Regions from separate parts of the Macaca mulatta genome. Here region 1 is linked to region 2. A link is a contact called in public Hi-C data. All regions are on one chromosome and are shown on one strand. Each heading gives the region's core, a stretch centred on a gene start, on an enhancer-like site or on the middle of the called end of the contact. The rest is flanking DNA. Distances are from core to core; before and after follow the strand shown.

The links. Hi-C and Micro-C count contacts between places; a contact is called where the count stands out from the background.
Region 1: a Hi-C map of fetal cortex germinal zone shows a contact between it and region 2, with 2.3 times the contacts expected there. The contact joins the enhancer-like site here to the promoter of TNR in region 2. A contact is called at or near these places in 2 of 14 Hi-C or Micro-C datasets (fetal cortex germinal zone and fetal cortical plate).

The regions. Positions count from the first base shown.
Region 1 is chr1:33,348,618-33,351,957 of T2T-MMU8v2.0, forward strand. No RefSeq gene overlaps it. Among named protein-coding and RNA genes, the nearest start is that of TNR, 150 kb to the left of the region's middle. Within about 2 kb of position 1,739, at least 18 of the 40 cell types and tissues checked have an H3K27ac peak or open chromatin away from gene starts, as enhancers often do. A contact at or near this core is called in fetal cortex germinal zone and fetal cortical plate, where this site is marked.
Region 2 is chr1:33,193,691-33,197,004 of T2T-MMU8v2.0, forward strand. TNR (tenascin R) reads right to left here and starts at 1,863. Exons shown (of 23, transcript NM_001261001.1): 1 at 1,502-1,863.

The sequences.
Region 1 (3,340 bases), core at 489-2,988, 150 kb after region 2:
GTGAGCCAGATTACATTTCCTGGAATGTAAGAGAGTGGCATAAGCAGAAACTTAGCAGTGCCCCAGACCTGAGCCTGAATCCCTCTCTGTCCTGTAAATGCTGTGTAATCTTGGATAACTTGCTTAACTTTTCTGAGCCTCAGTTTTCTCATCTGTAACGTGAACTGGTATATGGATATCTCATAGGGTTGCTTTCAGAATTGCCTAGGATAAGTTACATCAAATGCCCAATCTAAGGTTGGTCCATGGTAACCTAGCTCCGTAAATGGTGGTGGTCTAACAGATAACAGCTAAAATAGCGTTTTGTTTTGCAGCCCCTCATGGACAGTGCCATAAAGCCAGTGTTAGCCTATCTATGCCCCAAGTGGCAGGGATATAGTATGGTTATATCTAGTGCAAGGGCTAGAAGATAAAACAAAATGGTGGACAAGCATGCCAGGCCCATGGGGATGGGAACAGCTCATGGAGAGGAACAATGGCATGTCAGGGTGACTGCAGCATGCTGGTGGAAGACACAGACTTGAACCAAGGCCACAGGATGTGGTACTCTGCAGCCATTATGATGGAATCAGGAAGACTATGCAGAGATGTGGCGAAATGGTATTTTATGAAAATGGCAGAATATGTAACAGTATACATACTCCAGTAGCAACTGAATAAATATGTCAAGGTAAATTTTTTTGAGACAGAGTCTCACTCTATCTCCCAGGCTGGAGTGCGTGGGTACCATCTTGGCTCACTACAACCTCTGTCTCCTGGGTTCAAGTGATTCTCGTGGCTCAGCCTCCCAAGTAGCTGGGATTACAGGCGCACACCACCGCACCCAGCTAATTTTTGTGTTTTTAGTACAATAAAGATGAGACTCCCTGTGTTAGCCAGGCTGGTCTCCAATTCCTGGTCTCAGGTGATCTGCCCACCTTGGCCTCCGTAAGTGCTGGGTTTACAGGCATGCGCCACCATGCCAGGTCGATTTTTTTTTTTTTTTAAGTAAGAACACTTGTGGAATTGGGCTAGTGTGAGAGTGAGGAGAGGACTATTCTGCGCTTAACTTTCCCTGTAGTATGATCGGCTCTTACACCTACATAGGTCCTCCCCGAAAGGCAGCAGCTTCTCAGGGAGAAAGGGGGCTCTGTGCCTCTTCTCCCCATCAGATGTCTTGGAGGGTAAGGCTCCAGCGTGGCTGTGTATTTACAGAGGCGTCAACAGACACGTCCGGCGAAAAAGCACCGGGTGGGTCGTCCAGGAGCCTTGTGCCGCCAGGAGGAAAGCCGCACCGAGGGCAGCAGGTGGGGAGAGGTGACCCACGCTGGGCCTGGCAGGGGAAGGCAGGGGAAGGCAGGCACAGCACTGCACTACGGGAGGATGTGGGTCAGAGGACAGCAGCGGGAGGCGAGCCTTTGGCTCAGTGGAAGAAAGAACTATCAGGCATTCTGAACAACCCACAGCAAGGAGTGTTCCAACTGCGGCTGGGTGAGCTGTGGTCAGAGGCTGGACCTGAGGAGGCGAGCGAGGACGCCGGAAGTGGGTAGAAGGTACGTTTGGATCAGTGCTTCCCAAACCCGACTGCCCATCACAATCGACTGGAGGTGCCTGTGAAAATACAGATTCCCAGGGCTCTGTCCCAGACCCACTGAACCTCCCGCGCTGGTACCAGAAGCTGCCGTTAGGGAACCTCCTGGGGATTCTCCGGAGGCCGACGATTGGGCTAGCCCTGGGAAGTGCAGGCTGACACTGCCCCTAGTGGCCTTTGGAGATACTATGCTAGACTCAGAGCCTTTGTGGGGAGCGGGGAGGCTGTGCAGGCATGGGGCAGCTTGGGGCACAGGGCTCAGACTTAGCGCTCTCACATGAAGCCCCTGCCACTCTCTCCCAGCCCCCTCCTCCCCCAGGGAGGCTCTGATGGCTGCCGAGAAGTAAATCGAGCAGAACCCCTCCCAGCTACTCCCTGAGGAGCAGTCTGATGCCTGCGCATCCTCCTGCCTCACAGGGGCCTGAGCGGGTCAGGCTGGAGCACAGTGAAGTCCAATGAACAAATCTCCATAATGAAGGTGTACAGGGAGTCCAGATTTCAGGTGACAAACCAAATATCACATTTCTTTTCTTTTTTTCCTTTAAATTGACTCAAATACAAGTATGAGTCTTCATCCCCTCTAGCTTGAGATAAATTTGCCCTCAGTCACCATAAAATCTCTCACCCGAGATCTAATGCAAGCCGAGGCTTCAAAGAAGACCTCCTGGTGGTTCCGAAGTTAAACTCACCGCCCCTCGGCTTCTCACAGTGAAACAGAAGCGGCTACTCTAAGGATGAATGAATTCCTGTAAGGCGTTTACCACAGTGCCAGGCACGAAGCACTCAATTACCGTTGTTGTTGATCTGTCTATACTGTCTAGTATTGAGACACCTATTATCATGCCCACGATGTTCTTCCAGGCCCACACAACTCCTAGGGCTTGGAACTTTCAGAAAGTAGCCAGAAGTCTCCTCTAAGCTCTGGCTTCTCCCCCATTTGCTTTCACCAGATAGTTCCCAGATCCTCACTCTGTCCCAACCCATTCTGGGGAAACATCACTCTCTCTCTCTCTCTCTCTCTCTGTCTCATTACTCTCAATGGCATTTGGCATAAGCTCTTCAATGTGTGTAGTCCTGCACCAAGGCATGGAGAACAGCTGCCTTTGAGCGACTTCCAAGGCTGGCCAGACTGAAATGGGAGATGGGGAAAATATAGGGAGAATCAATGCCTATTTCAGTGAATGGAGCTGGGATTCAAATCCAGGCATCCTGACCACAGAACCGTGAGTATCCCCACCTACACACACCCTGTGTAACTCACAGAGCCTGCCAATGTGGGAAGGGCTGCTGGCACTGAGCACGGCCCCTCCCAGGCCTACTCCACTTTAAAGGAGGCTCAAGTGGACAAATTCCTTAGCTCTGAGGAATAGCTCTCTCATGAAGTCTGCAGACCTCGGGGAAGCTGGCTAACAAATGTTGAGGAACGGAGCCTCTTGATGTCCCTCCAATCACACTCCGCAGGCTTCAGATCCACTATAACCTCGTTCATTCCTTCCTTCATTCATTCAATCAGTCAAGTCAACACGGTTTCTTCTCAGTGCCTGTTGGGGTCATGCAATGCTGCACAGACACCGTGAAGAGCCCTGGCAAAGTCTGAAGTCACAGAAGGCATGACTTGGAGGCTCCAGGATGGGCCAGTGGTTTTAATCCCTGGCTTCTGTCCTGCCCCTTCACTTTGGTAGGCTGACTTTACCAGGTCAGAGGGCAATGCCTTGAAGAAACCCTCCCAGCAGGGTTACCAGAGTAAATATAGGACACCTGGTTAAATTT
Region 2 (3,314 bases), core at 613-3,112:
TGTCTCTCACCCAGAAGGCTCCCAGCCAGAGGTGGAGAGCATTTTCTTCATCTTGGAGAAGGGGCTCATGGTGCTGAATTAAAAATAAGACAAAGAATCACCATTCTAGGGTTCATTTGGGGTTGGAAAGAGTGAAACCACCCCACCCTGCATATGTATCTCCCCTGTCTCAACACACTTGAAGAAAGTGACCAGAACCATAAATAGTTAGGGGTCAAATCAAGGGAAAACTTGCTCCTACAACAAGCCACATCTCTTTCAAGTTCCCTGTAGGATGCTGGCTCCACGGAGACTTGAATGATTGAAGGAAATCCTCAGCACCACTTGTTGAATGACTCAACCAGGTAGGCGTGGCCAGGACTGAATGGGGCAGGGGCAGGCATATACTGTCTCCAAGACAATACCAAAGCAGATGCAGGAAATTGACTGAACATACTTCAGAGAGGCAGAAAGCAGGAGAGATAGAGTAATACCTTGCAAAAAAGTAGTAGCAGTGAAGAATGAAGTAATAATGAGCTACTGTTTGCAGAGCCTCTCAGTGCTGAAGGAGAACAGAGTACCTCTTGAAGCCCTCCTGAGTCTGGGACAAGTCTAAGTTTGTTTCTGCTTGCCCTAGACATATAGAGACAAACCTTTCTTCTTAGTTGTTTTTCACTACCAGATGCCCCAGAAAACAGGGCAGAACAGATTTTGTCCTCTTTCCAACCACCCATAGCCAAGGATGACAGAAAAGTGGAGGGTACCTCCTGCCTCCTTGCAAATATAATATAACCCACATCAGCCAATCTCTGCAAAGCTCAAGACACTAGCACTTTCCTACAACCATAAAGTCAGAAGGGACCTCAGCCCCCCAAAGCCGCCCCAGCCTGAGCTTCACCTGTTGCACCTGCCCACTTGCCATGGGTTCACACCAGGAGAGAAAGTAAAAGGTCAGGTTGCTCTCTCTACACAGCAAGAGCCCAGAGAATCCTAGGAAACTGACATTTTACAAACCACCTCTTTAAAGCTCTTTCAGAGGTGCATAACTTTTAGCTCTACCTCCACTCCCAACCCCCCAGGCTTCCTTTGCAACTCTTTCCCACCATGGATGGCTTGTCGGGAGAGAGTTAAAGAAGGTGCACGACTAATTCCCCAAACCCTCTCGCTTATCTACAGACAAAAAGAACAGCCCTACATGGAGACACGCAGAAACCACCGACAATTTAGCTCAGACCTCACCTGTCTTATGCAACAGTACACACACACATACACACACACACAAACACACACCCGCAAGGCCAGAGCCCACATCCCCCTTTAATTCGGTAAGCATAGTTTTGCGCCTTTCTTTTCCCTACGCAGTACCCGACTCTACTGGCAGCAGAGAAATAGATGTAACCTTAGTGCCAAATGCCTTGCAGGAACACACAGACACCCAGGAACCAAAATGCATCTCATAGCTCTCCTTGGTGCTGAAATCACGTTAGCGAGAAAATCAAAGGAGCGAGTGCTCCGGACTTACCCAGGCTGGGGGTGGGCGGCCGGGGAGCGAGAGGAGCTTCCTGGGAAGAAAATTCTTGTCTGCTCAGGTTGAAGCCAGCTGATGCGCTCACCTAGAGAGCCCACCTCTTTCCCTTCTCTTCCGTTCCTCCTTTTCTAGGAGGAAGAGACAAGGCTTCACGAAAGAAATGAAACCCAAGCTGTCAGGGCTACGGGTGGAAGGAGAATGAGGAGGTAACCAAAATAAGATCAAAAAGTCAGGTGGCTTCACTCCACTAGTGGTAATTCCTTGGGTCAGAGAGGACCCCCTTCTCTCACTCTCCCTGGGTCTGCCCCTGTCTCCTCTGCGTGTTGAGCCAACAGCCTTAGCACAGTCGGTTCCTGCCTCTGACGTGAAAGAGAGGAGGAAGCCTGGGACTGCTTTGCTGTCTCTCTCTCTCTCTCTCTCTCTCTCTCTCTCTCTCTCTCTCTCTCTCACGCGCTCTCTCTTTTCCCCTCTTGCTGAAATTTCAGCAGCATGATTTTTTTTAAGCCTCCGTTTTTTCCATCCCCCTACAAGCAGCCCCCTAGTGGACAGAAAAGAAAAGCATCCTAAATCCTCTTAAACAGTCCAGATTCAGGCTCAGGAATACTCCCCGCACCCAACTCTTGGGGCTGCCTCTGCATAGCCAGGGTCCTGAAGAAGACAGAGGATTCCCTCTGACCAACCCAGAGAGGAAGAGAAAGGGGAAGGATGGAAGCTTTTGCAGATCCTTTGCCCATGATTGTAGGAGAAATCCAGGGTGGAATGGGATGGGCGAGTGGTTGGGATAGAATGTTTTGGAATAAGGTCAGTTGTGGAGTTCTCAAGTGGTTTGAGGTCCTCGCTCAGCAGAAGAAACCCTCCAAAAAGTCAGGGTCTGCAGCCAAGTGAAGTATGTATATACGTAGCACGACCTAGGCATGGGAATGCCTAAAGAGGCAGAGAATACAGGCAGCTGGCCCTTCATCCAATTCTACAATATAGCTTTTTTTAAAGCTAGCAAGAAAACTATCCGAAAAGATATGGCCTGAGATCATCTCAGAGGTAGAGACAGAAGTGACCTTGATGCACATTTATGGAGAACCTTGGCAGAGAAGGAACATCAAGGGGTCACTGCTCACAGGCTCATAAGGGATATCTAACATTCGCTTTTAAATGTACAGGCACACAGCCTCCCGGAAAGAGTCCTAATACTTACATCTAAAAACCTGAGTCCTAGTTTCAGTCTTCCACTTGCTTACTGGACATTTTGCTTCTCTATGGCTCAATTTTACTGTTTGTAAAATGTGGATAATGCTGCCCCCTCCCTACTGAATGGAATGCTGAGGGATTGGAATGATATAGAGACATAGAACCTCAGGATCGGCAGGGAGTTTAAAGGTAATCATATCCAAACACTCTTCTTATATTTGATTCACCCCTGGCAAATAACAATAGAGTGTTTATAACAGGTGCTAGGCACTGTTATAAGCCCTTACATGTATTAGCTCATTTAAGCCATACAATAACTCTATAATGCAGAGGCTATTATTGCTATTCTATAGACTAAGAAACTGAGTCACAGAGGAATGAAATAACTTTCCCAAGATCACACAGCTAGTGAATGTCAGGGATGGGAATGGAACCTGATCCATCTGACCCTGGAGCTTCCTCTTTGAATTACCATGTACTATAAATATACACTTCAGAAGTGGCATTTGAAGTAAATAGAACATAGCACCATAGTTATCATTGCTTTTATTTATGACAAAGTGCCTAAATTGTTATAATAAATTTATATGTGGCTGAGTTTTTAAAATAAAATATTTACCAC